Linked DNA regions of Mus musculus: region 1 is linked to region 2. A link is a contact called in public Hi-C data. All regions are on one chromosome and are shown on one strand. Each heading gives the region's core, a stretch centred on a gene start, on an enhancer-like site or on the middle of the called end of the contact. The rest is flanking DNA. Distances are from core to core; before and after follow the strand shown. Region 1 has its middle 43 kb from the start of Neurod1. Region 2 has its middle 75 kb from the start of Gm35748.

Region 1 (4,049 bases), core at 1,254-3,753, 450 kb before region 2:
AATAGACCTGAACTGGTGAACAGTATTCAATTACATGGAAAGCATTAGCCTAGAGCTATTAGTATTTTTTTTTCTGTTCTTGTTGAGGGACCGTTCTTGGTCCTTGGTCAGTTAGCAATGAAATATCCTGGTTCATCAATTCCAAGAAAGGAGCTGTAGAACCCTGGTGGTCACTTTGCCATTTTCAGTGTAACTTATCTACTAGATTTTGATCCAGTGGTGACAATATTCTATGATTTGTCCATTGGAAAGCCCCCCCCCCTCTGCAAAGTTACCTCTTTGACAGCAATAATTTCATGTATCATTTAAAAAGACATTTCAGAAAATGTCCTCATAAGGTGCGAAGGCACCAAGTGCTTACTAATGCCAGGCATGGAACTGATGAGTCTGTACAACTTCTTTGGTCATGCCCAGTAACCATGTAACTGGAAATTTTTTGTCTCTACTTTTAAAAATGAGGAAATCAAAACAAAAACACTAAGCTCAGATCTGAATATTTACTTTCATATGCAGGGAATATTTCTATATTGCTTGTGGTTGCGGTGGCTATTTGTGAACTCACTTGAGAAATCAATGTATAGTTACTTGGTCTTCAAGGAGCAAAAGTTTTCCTAGAATAAGAAACACTCAACTCAATTTTAACAAACGACAAAATGAGTTCATAAGCAAAGTAGTGATGGCATCTAATCACTTAAAACACAGTTTTCACTAGAGCATGTAAAATGTTAAGACTAGTGTAGTGATCTCCATAAATTATGAGCAGTCTAAAAAAATCCAATAAAGGGAAACTTTATAAAAAGGTCTTTGCTCCGAAGACTAAGACTAACTATAAGAAACAGGTCAAAAGATCAAGAGCTGCTGAGTTACAGACATAAGATCAGAGTCCTGTGAATCTTCAGACTATAGCATGTTGTCAAGAGGGAGGCAGGATGACCAGGTGCAGGTAGAGTCAGCCCAGAATGCCCAGTGTGCTAGTGTACGCTGGTACAGCATATCATTGTGCTGGGGAAGGCCCCACAAGGGCCAGCGTGACCTCCATATGATAACATTCTCTGATCACCATTGAACATGTGCTGACTGTCATCAAGAATAAGTGGGAAGCATAAAATAACGACTGCTTGAACAGTGTGAAATATGTTTCTGTCCCTTTTTTAGTGTTCTAAGCATGTGTTGTTTGCTCCATCTGCAGAGACTATGGCTTTTCATCTCTTGACTTGATTCAGAACAGACTGTGATGAGGCAAGGGCAGTTCCTCTAGTTGTGCAAATAGCAGTCTTTTGGAATTCCGGCCTCTTGAAGGTTCCTACTCTCTCAAATCTCTAGACATTCATTCTGAATTCTACATGGCGGGGAATTGTCCCAGGTTGTCTGCTGCCCTCAACTTCAGTCCTTCTGCTGAGGTTATTAGGTTGCCTTTGACTGAGGCTTAATTTCAGGACTGGGCCACAAGGGAGGCCTTCCATCTAAGAAGCAGGGGGAAGATTTCATCAAGATAGTAAATTCTAAAGAGATAATTTGGGGGTTAGAACTTACCTATCTGGATTCAGCATATGAGACCATAGCCAAATGATCGTGTTCCTAAAGTGTTATTTTCCTCGTGTGGCTAGCCCTTGGTGTAATAGTGATTTCTTATTCACAGCCTTTCAGTCTTCAGGTCGAGCTTGGATACATTTATGAGATTACATCTTCTAAGCCAAAGTTTCGAGTGACTTCTTTTCTAACGTTTATATTCCAGCATTTGAAAATCACGAGTTAGATTCTCCCTGGCTCCTATTTAAACCAGAGCAAAACTCCTGCAAGCAAAGCCAGAAGGTGCATAGAGGATGAGCAAGAAGGCAGAAACCCTGCAGCCACACTGCCTTAATTTCCTCTTGCAGTTTTTTTTTTTTTTCCCCAAGACCAAAACCTGTTTTTCAGAGTGCAGACACTAAACTAGAATGATTATTTTGAAGGCAAATCTGCTTCCATTTTTTTTCCTGTTTTCTGTGTTAAGATTCAGTTCTTGTGAGACAAAGGCTCGGTTCGCACAACTTGACTTTGGAGAAACACTGCTCTCAGCTTAATGACTGAACAAGATGGAGTCAGAGTTGCTGGATGGAAAGTTCCAGTGTAAACCGCACAGTCAGCTTGGCTTAGGAGGCTTTGCCAAACTGTCCCGAAGATGGCGCCACGTGCTCAGCTTTAGAAAAGCCCGCATCTTTCAGGCTGGTGTGTGAAATCGCCAAGCTCAGAAAAGGAACACAGATCTGCAGGGACTGTGGCTTAGAAATAATATTCCTCGTTTAAAGTGTGAAGATTAAACAAATTCACCTAAGGAATAATATATGATTGGATTATGTCTCTATTTTTTTTTCATTTGGTGGACAGTGCAGAAGAAGAAAATGCAGAAAAAAAATTCTTCTTTGAGTTAAATTGATGCTGGGCTGGCTCCAAGAGACCCAAGACATCTCTGACCTTGTTATTCATGCTGGGTTCAGTGTCAGTGGCATGACCATGGATCAAGTGGAGTGAGCCAGAATGAAATGATGAATGAAATCTTCAGTCTTCTAACCTCTCCCATCATGATGCCACATCCAGTCAACCTAAATATCTCCGGTGTGTCCACACCTTTCCATTACCATAGTGACTAGTGCTGCTGCCTGCCCCCTGGACCACTACCGGATGGTGATAACTGCTCCACTTATGCAGCATCCTTCTCTCCAAGGGCTCTCCAGTCTCCATCAAGAGTGATCTTCCAGAAATATAGACCTGATCATTCATTCATCTCCCTGTTGGTCATCCCTGGCTCTCCAGTACTTTCAGGTAGATCCAAACTCTTAAGTAACCTACAACACCTTTTGCAATATACCTGCTCCCCGTTTCCTAAGCTTCAAATTGCCACCCCATTCCTCTTGTTCTCTCCCTTAATCATGAACCTGCTTGTCAACCCCTAGTGTGTTTTAACGCACCCGCCTCTGCTTTAGCAATAGCTGCAGCTCACGGCTGTCCTAGTGACAGACAGTACCTAGTCTCTATTTACCCTGCTCATGGGTGTGATTCCATCTCAACATGAACATTGTTCCACTCTGTAAAACCCCTAGAGTGTATTAGATCCCCAATCTGTGACTTCAAAGAACCCTGTACTTTCTTTTTTAAAATAATTATTCCAAATAATTACTTGCTATTTTTCTTCTGATATATCATAATTTCTATAGCAATTAGAAATGTTGTACACCTTTTTTTCCTAATTATAATTTTATTTATTTATTGTCTTAAAGTTTCTATCACAGAAATGAAACACCACGGCCAAAAGCAAGTTGGGAGGAAAGGGTTTATTGGACTTATACTTTTTTTCTAACGTTTATATTCCAGCATTTAAAAATCACATGAGTTAGATTCTCCCTGGCTCCTATTTAAACCAGAGGACAGGAAGTCAAACAGGACAGGAACCTGGAGGCAGAAGTTGATGCAGAGGCAACGGAGGGGTTCTGCTTACTGGCTTACTCCTCATGGCTTGCTCAGTCTGATTGCTTATAGAACCCAGGACCACCAGCCTAGGGATAGCACCACTCACCATGGCCTGGGCCAACCCAACCCTGCCCTCATGAATCACTAAGAAAATATCTTACACTGGGCTCTTATGGAGAGAGGCATTTTCTCATTGGAGGTTCCGATATCTCAGCCTGTGTCAAGTTGACAGAAGACTAGCCAGCACATCTTCTTATTTGTGTGTGGGCTTATGCTTGAGTGCTAGTCAGAGGTCATGTGCAAGTCAGAGATATTTTTGAGGGAATTTGTTTTCTCTTTCTACCCTGTAGGATCTAGAGATCAAACTTAGGTTATTCAGCTTGTGAGCAAATGCCTTTACCCACCAAGGCTTCTCACTGACCCACAATATTCTTTTTGTTGTTTTGTTTGTTTGCTTGCTTGCTTTTGATTTTCAAGACAGGGACTTAATCCTAGCTCAGGCTAGCGTAGCACTGACTAGATTGATCCAAAACTGTCTTTGACTTCAAAAAGCTGAGCTTACAGGTGTGGTCCAACATGTCTGGCTGCAATGTATGTACAAT
Region 2 (4,029 bases), core at 295-2,794:
CAGTTAAGATACCTTTTACCCAGCAAATTTCACAACAAGTTGCTATAAGTTAAAAGTATAAGTGAATAGTTACAATATGCTATAAAATGACATATATGTGTTAATGAATAGATCACAACGGCTCAGAATCAGCCTGACCCTGTCCCATTCAAGCAGTAGTTAAGTAGATCACAAGCCCAGAACTGTGAGACAAGAATCACAGTTTTGTCTTGGCATTGAAAGGTAAATTAGTCTCTTTTATTTTCTTTGGAGCCAAGGGTAAAACCAAAAATCTCTAATATATATTATACAACCTATGGCTTCAAACACCAACGACACAGACAAGAAGGAGGAAGATGTCCCTTTTGCATTTACTCTCAGTACTCACACCCTTAGGGGGAAACCACACCCTAGTCACTAAGGCACTTTGCTACATTCAGAATGGATCTGTACATTTTAACAGCTTAGAAAAATAGCCTGTCCAGGTCAACACTTCTGATTTTTGCCTGACGCATTTGCACGTACAGAGTTCTGACTATATATTGAATGCATTTTCAAGACTAACAGAGTTCCACATATCTTCTTATCAGGTAAGTAACAAGGAAAATGTTCACTGGATTTTGTGCCTTTTTAATGCATGAAATGGGTTAATTTTTATAAAGAATTATAAGACTTCACTCTCTCTATATATATATCATATACATACACCATATATAAAAATGGAAAGTCCAGTGCCTGACCTTCAATGACCTAATTCGTGACCACTGCTGCAAGACCTTTAGCATTGCCTCACACCTTGGCAGTTTCCTCTTTCTTTCTTTTTTTTTTTTTTATATTTTTTATTAGGTATTTTCCTCAATTCCACTTCCAATGCTATCCCAAATGTCCCCCATACCAGTTTCCTCTTTCTAATTCAGAAGATTGAAGCCAACGGATCCAGATACACTCAAAGATACACATAGCCTGAAGAGCATGGCTTGCTTTGACTGTCTACTGCTTAGAAGACCTTGGTATTCTGAACATATGTTTTATTTTTCTTTGAAATTTTGCAATTATTTTGTTGGATTCTAAGCTTGTCACTCACCCCATTTCTTATTTATCCATATAGTTTTATTGTCTCAGCTCCTGTACTCATTTCTATTTATCTATGTGCTCTACACAATATGTAAACATCACTCTGTGTAGCACACACACACACACACACACACACACACACTCACACACACAAAAGCATCCCCTATTGCATCCTGAGATGTAAGGAAAATGATCATTCTCTTTTCTTTACATCTATATGTCTTTTCCACATTATGGGACAGTGCTAGGGAATACTCAGCACAAACCAGTTTGGACAGCATCTCAGTAACTCATGTGCCCCTGGGCATCCTGGACCACTGCCTTCCGATCTGTATGCCATTCAGCTGTGGGTCTGAGCTGCCCTGCAACATTATCTTGTTCTGCGGCATGAAAAGCTCAAGTCTTCTCAGATGCCTCTCCCCATTCTCCTCAACTCTCAGACAATGGAATTTTCTATTAAATGAGGGAGCACAGCTCTCAGAGGGAGAAAATCGGGTGTTTGTTCTCTTTCTTCTGTCCACTATAATACAAAGCCTTGTTCCTCCTCTCGGGAGAACGGAAGGCTGGCTGGCAGTCAGTTTGACAGAAGGAGATCAGTGCAGCGGAAAATTGGATAACAGGATAAAAATCTACGGGGCCACAGGAATCCCATCAAAACTGGCTCCTCCTGTCAAAACCTAGACAGGAGACAAGGACGAATATAGAATGTTATTTATATTTAAATATTTCTAATGATATCATAATTATTCTGCTGCCTCTGCTAGGCAGCCATTTTCCTGTGAACCACAATTCTGCAAACCAAATGTTGTGTTTTGGAGATAATCTACATAAGAATCAGACAGCTTCAATCAGACATCTGGAAAACCCTATAAACTCCTCAAATAGCTATTTCTAAAGCATAATGGCTTTTTTTTTTCAAAGATACTTTTCTTAGAGCATAATAGTCAAGTTAAGAAATACAGGTCACTATTGACTCTTAAGGACAAGAAAGCCAGCCTACCAAACAGGTAGCTAGAAAATTGATTTCACTTAAAGTTAAATAGGGTATTTAAAAAAACACATCCTATTTACATTTTCACAATATGTTATACTGGGTTATTCTACAGTTCAAATTGCTGGCTGATTTTTTTATATATACTAAACTTAATGCTAAGTTCCCAAAACTGGTATTTTAACTGCTCAAAGGCAGAAATTTTCTTATTTATGAACTTGGACCAAAGTTTTGATATAGATATTCTAAATCAATATGTATTATAATTAATTCTTACATTAAAATCTGGTATTTTCTCAGAGACTATACTGAAAGTAAAGTCAGCATTTATACCATAATGAAAAACAAAAATGGATGGACTTAGAATGTATGGTATTAATATATACAGTCTCAGAAAGCAAAAAAAAAAAAAGTATGTTCTTTCTTATATGTGAAATTTAGCCAATAACTGGTGTATATATGTAAACAACTGTTCATATAGCTCCAGTGCAATGTAGAAAAGGACAAGAAAGATTAAAAATTAGGGGATGTGGACTGGATACTGGTGATGGATATGTTATGAAAAAGGACAAAAAAAAATCTAGTTGTTTGCCTAGTTTTAAATCTCCTAGGTTTTTAGTTTGGGTGGCAGAAAACTGCATAAAATATATTCATCATAAAATCCAATGTATAGCCACACAGCTTCCTTTCCAAATGACTAACTGTATAATGACCACTCATTGAGGTGTGTGGACCCTGGTCTGGTTAATTTTGGAGTGTGTGTGTGTGTGTGTGTGTGTGTGTGTGTGTGTGTGTGTGTGTGTATGTGTGGTTTTATTGTTGTTGCTGATGCAGCAAGGTTTTTGAAATAAAGTTTGTAATTTTTTAATTCTAAAAGAAAAAAATTTATTTAATGCTAAAACTTCTAAAATGTACTTTCTGTTGCTCTTCCATGGAATTTTAATCTTAAAAATTCCTGAGGACTTAGTGGCCTTCTTTTTTTCGTCATATTCGCGTTTTATTTATAAAGGAATGGCCATCCACAAACAGCTATTAATACCAACGTGTATAACAGAAAATAAAGTAGAAAGAGATCAGGAGAGGATTGATTTAAGATCATTAAATAAATTGTATAAGTGTCAATATGGTCATTGCTTATAGTACTCAAGACACTGTGACTACAGTTCAGGTAAAATCCTAACACAAAAGCATTCCGTTCACAGTACAACCGTTAAAATTTATGCTGGAGCGCATACATGGAGGGCGAAGCAAATGAGCATTCTCCACTGTCAAAACCTTTGGCTCGCACAGCTTCTGGCCATCGGAACCCATTTTATGGTACAAATTCCTGCTCCGGTTGCTGCCCGCTTGATGAGAAGCCTCTCCCTTGTTCACAGGTGTCATTGTGTGCCCACCTTCGCTCTCTCCTGCTCATTGTCTGCCTGGAAAGCTTCTCTCCCGTGTCTCTCTTTTATCCAAAGTCTCATCCTTCAATACCCAACCGAAACATCTTCCCTTAAAACTTTTGTTGTCATGTTTTATTTTCGTTTTTTAAAAGCTATTTTATTTTTTTCAACTTAATCACCTTACATCTCACTCACTGCCCCACTCCCTGGCATACCCTCCCACAGTCCTTCCCTCATTTCCCTTCCTATTTTCCTCTGAGCAGGTAGGTTCCCCTCCCCCAATCCTCCTCCCACTCTGGCACTTCAAGTCTCTGCAAGGAGGCAGCCCAGATAGAAGAACATTATCTCACAGACAGGCAGCAGCTTTTGGGATAGATCCCGCTCCAGTTGTTCCAGAGGGAGGCCTAGATCCAGCCCATGTATGTTCTTTGGTTAGTGGTTCAAACTCTTAGAGCCCAAGGGTCCAGGCTAGTTGATTCTGTTGGTCTTCCTATAGAGTTTTATCCTCTTTTAGGGCCCCCAATCGTTCCTTCTATTCTCCACAAGAGTCCCCAAGCTCCATTCACTGTTTGGCTGTAGGTTTCTCTGTATCTTTCTGAG

What was found. Hi-C and Micro-C count contacts between places; a contact is called where the count stands out from the background.
Region 1: a Hi-C map of cerebellum shows a contact between it and region 2, with 2.2 times the contacts expected there. The contact joins two enhancer-like sites.

What each region holds. Positions count from the first base shown.
Region 1 is chr2:79,497,600-79,501,648 of GRCm38.p6, reverse strand. No RefSeq gene overlaps it. Among named protein-coding and RNA genes, the nearest start is that of Neurod1, 43 kb to the right of the region's middle. Within about 2 kb of position 2,503, at least 4 of the 459 cell types and tissues checked have an H3K27ac peak or open chromatin away from gene starts, as enhancers often do. A contact at or near this core is called in cerebellum, where this site is marked.
Region 2 is chr2:79,045,681-79,049,709 of GRCm38.p6, reverse strand. No RefSeq gene overlaps it. Among named protein-coding and RNA genes, the nearest start is that of Gm35748, 75 kb to the left of the region's middle. Within about 2 kb of position 1,544, at least 57 of the 459 cell types and tissues checked have an H3K27ac peak or open chromatin away from gene starts, as enhancers often do. A contact at or near this core is called in cerebellum, where this site is marked.